Linked DNA regions of Mus musculus: region 2 is linked to region 1. The links are chromatin contacts, called in public HiChIP or PLAC-seq maps. All regions are on one chromosome and are shown on one strand. Each heading gives the region's core, a stretch centred on a gene start, on an enhancer-like site or on the middle of the called end of the contact. The rest is flanking DNA. Distances are from core to core; before and after follow the strand shown.

Region 1 (3,597 bases), core at 693-3,192:
CTTAATCCCTGAGGCTGCCTTCTGATTTCCACACACACACACCGTGGATCATGGGTACCCACTGACACACCTCTCTCTCTCTTCTCTCTCTCTCTCTCTCTCTCTCTCTCTCTCTCTCTCTCTCCACACACACACACACACACACAGAGTGGGGAGGGGAAGTCAGAGAGTGGGGAAAATCAAACAGGCTAGGTGTGATGAACACCTCTAATCCCCACACTCAGGAAGTAGAGGCAGATGGATCTCTGAGTATGTGTCCAGCCTGATCTACATAGTGAGTTCCAGGCAAGCCAGGGAATAGATAGTAAGACCATGTCTCCAAGAGTAAAAGTAATACACTTTTAAAATTTTAATAAAAACAGAAAAGGAATTGGTGATTCGTCTCGGTGCTTTGTAAAGGCACATGGCGACAAGCCTGGTGACCTGACTCCAATCCCTGGACCTCACGGTAGAAGGTGTGAACTGACTCTTCAAAATTCTCTTCTGCCCTCCAAAAGCAAGCTCAGCACGTATGTCCCCTCTCACAAGTGTAATAAGTAAAAAAGCAAATAAAAAACAAAACAAAAAACCGAAAGCAAACCAGATTGGAATGCTTGCTTATGCACCAGCTTTCTTGATATAGGAGTAGAAGACAGTATTTTGTCTTTTTGGATGAAAACATACCACCTCCTAAATTTGCTACTCTTTCTGGGAGTAGCTGAGGTCTGGTGGGGTAAGCTGGGCTGTAGAACCCTAAGACATAGGGACTCCTGGAGGAATGAGACCCGAGAAGACTCACTGTGAGCAATCCTAGGAGGTCTGGCCACTTGCCATGTACGGATGGAACTGGGCCACCCATACATGGGGATCTACCCTACTAGGGAGCTCCAGGGCCTGGCCAATCACAGCAGAGCCCCTTGGTATTTGAGAGAGAATTAGGGGATTGGCCCTGGTCTAAGACATTTTTATTGTCCTCTCTCCCACTAGAGTGAGCTCTCTGCTTACCCTTCAGTATTACTATGAGTGTGCACATGTGCACACAAGTGCACAGACACACCCAAGGAAAGTAAGTGGTATTGCACACTCTTCCCCACTGCAGACGAGCAGCACTAATGGTGCTCACAACTGTTGTCACTAATGATGTTTACAACTTCTGTCACTAATGGTGTTCACAACTGCTGTCACTAATGGTGATCACAATTGCTGTGACTAATGGTATTCACAATTGTTGTCACTAATGGTGTCACAACTTCTGTTACTAATGGTGTTCACAACTACTGTCACTAATGGTGTTTACAACTGCTGTCACTAATGGTGTTCACAACTACTGTCACTAATGATGTTCACAACTGCTGTTACTAATGGTGGCTCACAATTGCTGTGTAAATGGCTCTGGCAGCTGACAAGGTGCACAGGCGGCATGAGCAATGGCAAGATCTGCCTGGGGCTTCAGGCTGGCCTGTCATGTGTCATGTGCCACCACTTCCCAGAAAATGCCAGCACTTTATAGCAGCCCTGGGTGCCTAACAGGATGTCACAGGGAAGGTGCTCATGGAGCCTGGAGCTCTTTTCTGCCTAGTTATAAACATACAGGGATCACTTGCTGCATTTTCCTGTTTCTGCCTCTGGTTGGAATCCTAATGAGTCCGGCAGAAAGAAGACAACAGCTGTGGACCCAGGCAGAGCCCTTGCATCAGGCATGTGCATCTGGCTTGCAATCCACCCTGCCCATCAGCCAGGGGCAAACACTATTACCGTAGTAAGAATCTCACAAAATCAGGGCATTACTTTTCTCATTGCTGTGACAAACTGCCTGACAGAAATAACCTGAGAGAGGAAAGGTTTGTTAGGGCTCATGGGTTCTGAGAGATTTCAGTCCATCGCATCCGGGAGACACGCCAGTCTGTGGCCGTGAGGGCTTGTGGTAGCAGCTTGTTCACTGGTGACTGACAGGAAGCAGAAACTGACACCAAGGGTAAGTGTGACCTTCAATGACTTCCTTTCTACAGATGGGCTCCACTTTCTGAAGGTTCCACGGCCTTTGAAATAGAGTCGCAAACTGAAGAGCAAACATTCAAGACATGGGACACGTGGAAGACATTTCAGATCCAAACCACAACAGCCATGACCAAGAGTGTTGAACAACCACCACTGGTCTGAGGGTTGTTTTTTGTTTGTTTGCTTGCTTGTTTGCTTGTTTTGTTTGTGGTGTTAAGGGATAAAACCCAAGGCCTCCACACATTAAGCAGGTGCTTTATCACTGAGCCACATCCCCAGTCCTCCATCAGACTTTCAAATTCTCTAACTGCTTTAGAAAACCCTAAGCTGACATCCAGATGCCACATGCAGCGTGCTTGCCCTGGATGGCCAGGAGGTAGTAGCATGGCTGAGTCCTTAGGTAGTAGCATAGGTCTTGCTTGAAAAATATGTTTCTATATATTAAGGATATGTCCAAACTCCAGGAATTCAATGTAGAAAGTCTGAACAGGAATCAGACAAAAGACAGGGGGCTTCCTGATGCCACTAAGCTACAAAGGTAGCTGCTTCTCACTTTAACCACCTGGTGCAGGGCTTCACAGAACATCAGCCCAGACTAAGTTCCAAAACTCTCTACCCAGAAAAAAATTCTGGGCAACAGGTGCTGACCACAAGATCCAGTCGGGAGCTTCCTCAACCAAGTCACCTCTCTATTCTATGCCCAGAGCTGCAGAGAGGGAGCAGCCCGTGCCTTGAGCTACCCCAGAGGCACCTCAGCTCTCTGTTGGCCTCTGAGGGTACAAAGGAGCATTTCTTATGGGGGGATCTTCAGGCAAGAGAGTTGGCCCTGCAGGCAGGCCTGCAGAGTACTGCTATTCTTTTTCCTGGCTTAGGGAGACAATGGGCCATCTCATGACTGTCAGACTCAGCAAATCCAGAGAGCCTCCCCATCTTGCTGAATGCTTGAAGGGATGGGGAAAATGTCAATATTTTTGTGTCTGAATGACATTTATTTAATCTGACTTCTGTGGATTATTGAGTGGTGGTGCTGAGCCAGCTGGAGCTGAGCTAAGGCCCTGGATGCATATCTAGTAAGCTCTTTTCAATGTTCTCTCTCTCTCTCTCTCTCTCTCTCTCTCTCTCTCTCTCTCTCTCTCTCTCTCTCTCTCTCTCTCTCTCTCTCTCTCTCTCTCTCTCTCTCTCTCTCTCTCTCTCTCTCTCTCTCTCTCTCTCTCGCTCTCGCTCTCGCTCTCCCTCCCTCCCTCCCTCCCTCCCTCCCTCCCTCCCTCCCTCCCTCTCTCTTTCTCCACCCCTCTGTCTCTCCCTAAAACATCTACTCCCCTCTCCACATCACCCTCCTGTGTCCCTGGCTTTCAGCCTGGGTAATGGGTAATGTTTTTCTGTGGACCCTGCCTTTAGTTTCAGGACTCAGTATTTGCACTAGTCCAGGAACAAGCTGGATACCTTTACACCTTTTTATTATTTTGATTTTATGTGTATGGGTGTGGTTTTCTCTGTTCACGGTGTGCATGCCTGGTGTCCATAGAAGCCAGAAGAGGGCATCAGCTCCCCTGTAACTAGAGCTACAAATGGTTGTGAGCTGCCCGTGTGGATGTTGGTAATCAAACCTGGGACCTATGG
Region 2 (3,597 bases), core at 340-2,839, 78 kb after region 1:
CCAGCGTCACACATGAGACAGACGATATTCCCAAGCCAGCCCATCCATTGACACTTTCTCTAGAAAAATCATCTCCCTTTGTCCTTTTTGCTCATCCTGGAGGCTCCTGGAGCCTGGGAAAGAGTGGCCTGGCCAAGTGCTGGCTGCCCAGCCCACAGCAATCCCTCAAAAGCAGCAGCCTGTCCCTCATCGTGTATGGCTGCTTCCTCCTCTTCCTGGGAACCATGTAAATGAGCAGGGGACTGTGACCTCCACACCCCCACCCCACCCCCACAATGCTACAGACTGGCCTCCTGCCTCCAGGAGCAATAGAAGAAACTCAGAAACCATCCTCACGGCCCCCCACCAACCCAGGGGCACAGCTGTGCCGTCTGACCCACACCCATGATGCAGGTTCCCTGGTGCAGGTACTTCAGTGTGCCTTTTTTTTGGGAGAAGGAAGCAGTGGCAAACTTTCCAGCTTCCTGGGAGCAGAACGTGTCTCTCCTGGAAGACTGACAAGTTGAAGCCTCCATTCAGCCATGGAGAAGAGGGAAAAGGGAACAGAAAGATGCAGGGAGTGGGAGGGTGCCTTCAATTTTTAAAAGCACTTACCTTTGGGCAGATAAGGTAGAGCGAGGAGGAAGTAGAAGATATTCCTAGGGTGGAAAGCAAGGAGAAGGAGCAACGGAAGACTCAACAGTAAGGACTTACCCAGAATATCAAATTGAAGAGGAACATCGTGTACTTCAAGCAGCAGAGACAGCCCCTGGCCATGTTGCACTTCTTAAATTCTAGGAGGAACACAAAGGACAGGTCCAGGTAAAACACCACGTACTTGCTGCCTTTGGGTGCATTGTACTTGTCAGTCTTAATGCCGGCCTCCGTGCGGCTCTGACCCCGCGAACCCGCGGTGCCGTAGAAGGCGCCAGCCGTGAAGCCGCGGCCGAACGGGCGGCCAGAGGTGGACGGCTTGGCAAAGTCCGAGTCCTTGCTGTCCAAAGATGGACTCCGGTGGATCGAAGAATCCTCGCTACTCGACTTCTCCATGCTCGCCTCGTTCCCGGGGGGCACGAGGGGCGGGGGGCATTGCTCCCAGAGTGGGACGGAGGGGGCACCCCGGTCGGGCACGGGTTCTGAGCAAGCTGGCTGTTGGAGCTTCGCACGCCCCCTCTCTGCACCCGCGAGCAATAGCGGAGCAACCAACTGCCGGGGGTTCACTGCCTCTGGGACGGCGCCCCGCTCCCAGCCTTAGCCCGCTGGCCCGGGAGGGCTCTGCGGCACTGTTATAAGCACGCTTGGGGAGCCGGCTCGCCTGCGTAACTAGGCTTCTTTAGGGAGGCTGCAATTTGACTGCTCTTTCCCGGGCGGCTGCACCACCGACCGGACGCAGCACTCGAGGCGAAAGGGCGCTGGGATCCAAGCTCCGCAGGCACGCCTCTTCCAACCCGGAGCCCCACCACTTTGCGGGCGCTCGGCCTCCCTTGCTCCGCGACTTTGCGGAGCCGCTGCCGGCCCTGGGCTGCCCGGGTGCGCCGCGGGCAGAGAGCCTCGGATCCGCTGCAGCTGCAACCGCTGGGCTTGCCCTGCGAAATTCCAGCCCTGACTCTCGACTCTGAAATCGCCTAGAGCCCCTTCCCCGGGCTCTGGGCCCCGCCCCCTGCTTTGCATCCGACCAATGGGCTCAAGGTCTGCCTGGCTCCGGTAGGGGAGCTACCCCCCTCCCCAATGACACAATATCTTTAATAGGATTAGCGGTCTGCTTGTGTGCCTAAACTAGTGTGCCCAGAACCCTTCTAAATGTCAAGGGCTCGCTCAGTGGCTAGGAATGAACTAACACCTCCATGGGAAAGCACTGGTTTCTTGCCCCAGCAAGGGCCGCGACTAGAGGAGGGGGAGAACTGGAGACACCAAGAACCCTAGGAAGCCAGAGGATAGGTCTGGGGGGAAAGGCTGGAAGGGAAAGAAACGGTGGCCACTACTAGGCTGGCCTCCGCCCCCTAGGAACGTCGGGCCTGTCTAGCCTGGGGCACATGGTCCCAAGCAGTACCTTTACACACACACACACACACACACACACACACACACACACACACACACACACACACACACACACACACACCACGCTTTTGCACACGTGAGAATGGCTACTGCGCACTGGTAGAGGGGCCGCAGCAGAGACGCAAGGTGTAGGAAAGCGCCCTCAGGCCTCCGCGGGGCGCGCCGCCCTCCCTGCCCCCTCCACGCGCACACGCACGCGCGGCTCCGAGAGACTCCTGCAGCTGCGCAAGCCCCCGCCTCCGCGTTCCCGAGTGGGACGGCGGGCTGCAAGGGGCAGGCGGCTCAAGTGGGGCACTGCTTTTTGCCAGCAGAAGAGCAAGGTAGCAATGCTTTTTTGGTCACACCCGAGTCCTCTCGGAGCCGAGGTCAGAGAAAAGACAGGAGGTATGTGCCTGCCAGAGGAACATCCAAAAACAGCCCTTCATCCTCTTGTGAAGCGCTGCAATGAAGACAGCCTCCTCTGGGCTTATATGCAGAAGTCTGCATTGCTGACCTGGGGCCACCACGGTTTGCAAATGATAAAAACTAGAAGACTGAGTGGGGTGGGGGTGCGGGGGTTAGACACTGAGTCTCTCCTTTGTGCAGTGAGTCAGTGTGGGAGCTAAGTTTTACCAGGCTCCCAGCAGCTAACAAGGAGCTCAGCCTCTGGAAGGTACTCCATAGGGACGGCTAGATGGAGTCTACTCTGCAACCCCCAACCCTCTATCCTGAGCCCCAAGGGGGAGCCCTTGAGGAAACACCATAGTACTACTGCCTGCCCTTTGGGCAGCACAAAATCTAGTTAGGACAGGAAGTTACTGGAGGCACAGATAGACTCAGATGGTTGTGGCTATGCCCCGAGGGGTGGGGGGTGGGGGCAGTGATTCCAACTAGGGGGAATTCACCTTCACTTTGCCCCACCACCACCCTAGAGGTGATAACTCTGAGATCTGTTTTGACTCTTCTGGGTCCCTTCTGAACTCAGAAGCAAAGCTCTGTGTGAACAACCACCACTGGGTCTCTCCTTTGGGGACCAATGGTCCTGAGATACTGTCTGAAAAAAAAAAAAAAAACAAAGACAAAAGAAAAAAGAAGCAAATGTCTAGCTGGCTCCCGTGAGAGTGCTGAGCTCTTTGACCAGGACATCTAACACCTCCTGTCCTCTTCAGCCTCACCTGCCTGCTCCAGGATACAAGGTTACCACTTCTGTCTTAGAACGTTACTTCCGGTGGGGGCACCCCCCAGCTGGACTAGAGTCAGGAGAGCTGCTGTCCCCTGGCTGGCCACCATTCCTCCTGTCAGTGTGGAGTTCAGGAATACCCAGGTGTCTTATATGTGGAGTGAACCGACAGGGGCGAGACCAGTCAGAGCAAACAGGCTCTGAACACAAGATGGTACCGTTATATCTCGGAAGGAATGACGTGTCCCCAAGGGTCCCCATGCTAGCCCCTGCCTGATTAGTCTTTTCCCATCTCTTCTCCCTAGCTCACACCTGCATCGGTCACACCAGTCTCCCCTGGTCCCTGGTCTGCCCCATCATTGTGTCTGATTAGAAATGAATGTGTACCTCCAGGGCTT

The links. HiChIP or PLAC-seq counts read pairs in DNA pulled down with a chosen protein or histone mark.
Region 2: a CTCF HiChIP or PLAC-seq map of CD8 T cells shows a contact between it and region 1, with 5 read pairs. The contact joins the promoter of Tspan9 here to the enhancer-like site in region 1. A contact is called at or near these places in 1 of 15 datasets of contacts at CTCF or cohesin (CD8 T cells), 17 of 484 Hi-C or Micro-C datasets (the AML12 cell line, CD8 T cells, the MC3T3-E1 cell line and 11 more), 5 of 115 datasets of contacts at active chromatin or transcription factors (T-cell acute lymphoblastic leukemia, cardiomyocytes and embryonic stem cells) and 3 of 9 other capture datasets (adipose tissue, liver and pancreatic islet).

What each region holds. Positions count from the first base shown.
Region 1 is chr6:127,954,694-127,958,290 of GRCm38.p6, forward strand. No RefSeq gene overlaps it. Among named protein-coding and RNA genes, the nearest start is that of Gm15870, 12 kb to the left of the region's middle. Within about 2 kb of position 1,943, at least 6 of the 459 cell types and tissues checked have an H3K27ac peak or open chromatin away from gene starts, as enhancers often do. A contact at or near this core is called in CD8 T cells, where this site is marked.
Region 2 is chr6:128,033,473-128,037,069 of GRCm38.p6, forward strand. It overlaps Tspan9 (tetraspanin 9), which reads right to left and starts at 1,590. Exons shown (of 7, transcript NM_001379136.1): 1 at 694-1,590. The coding sequence starts at 1,029.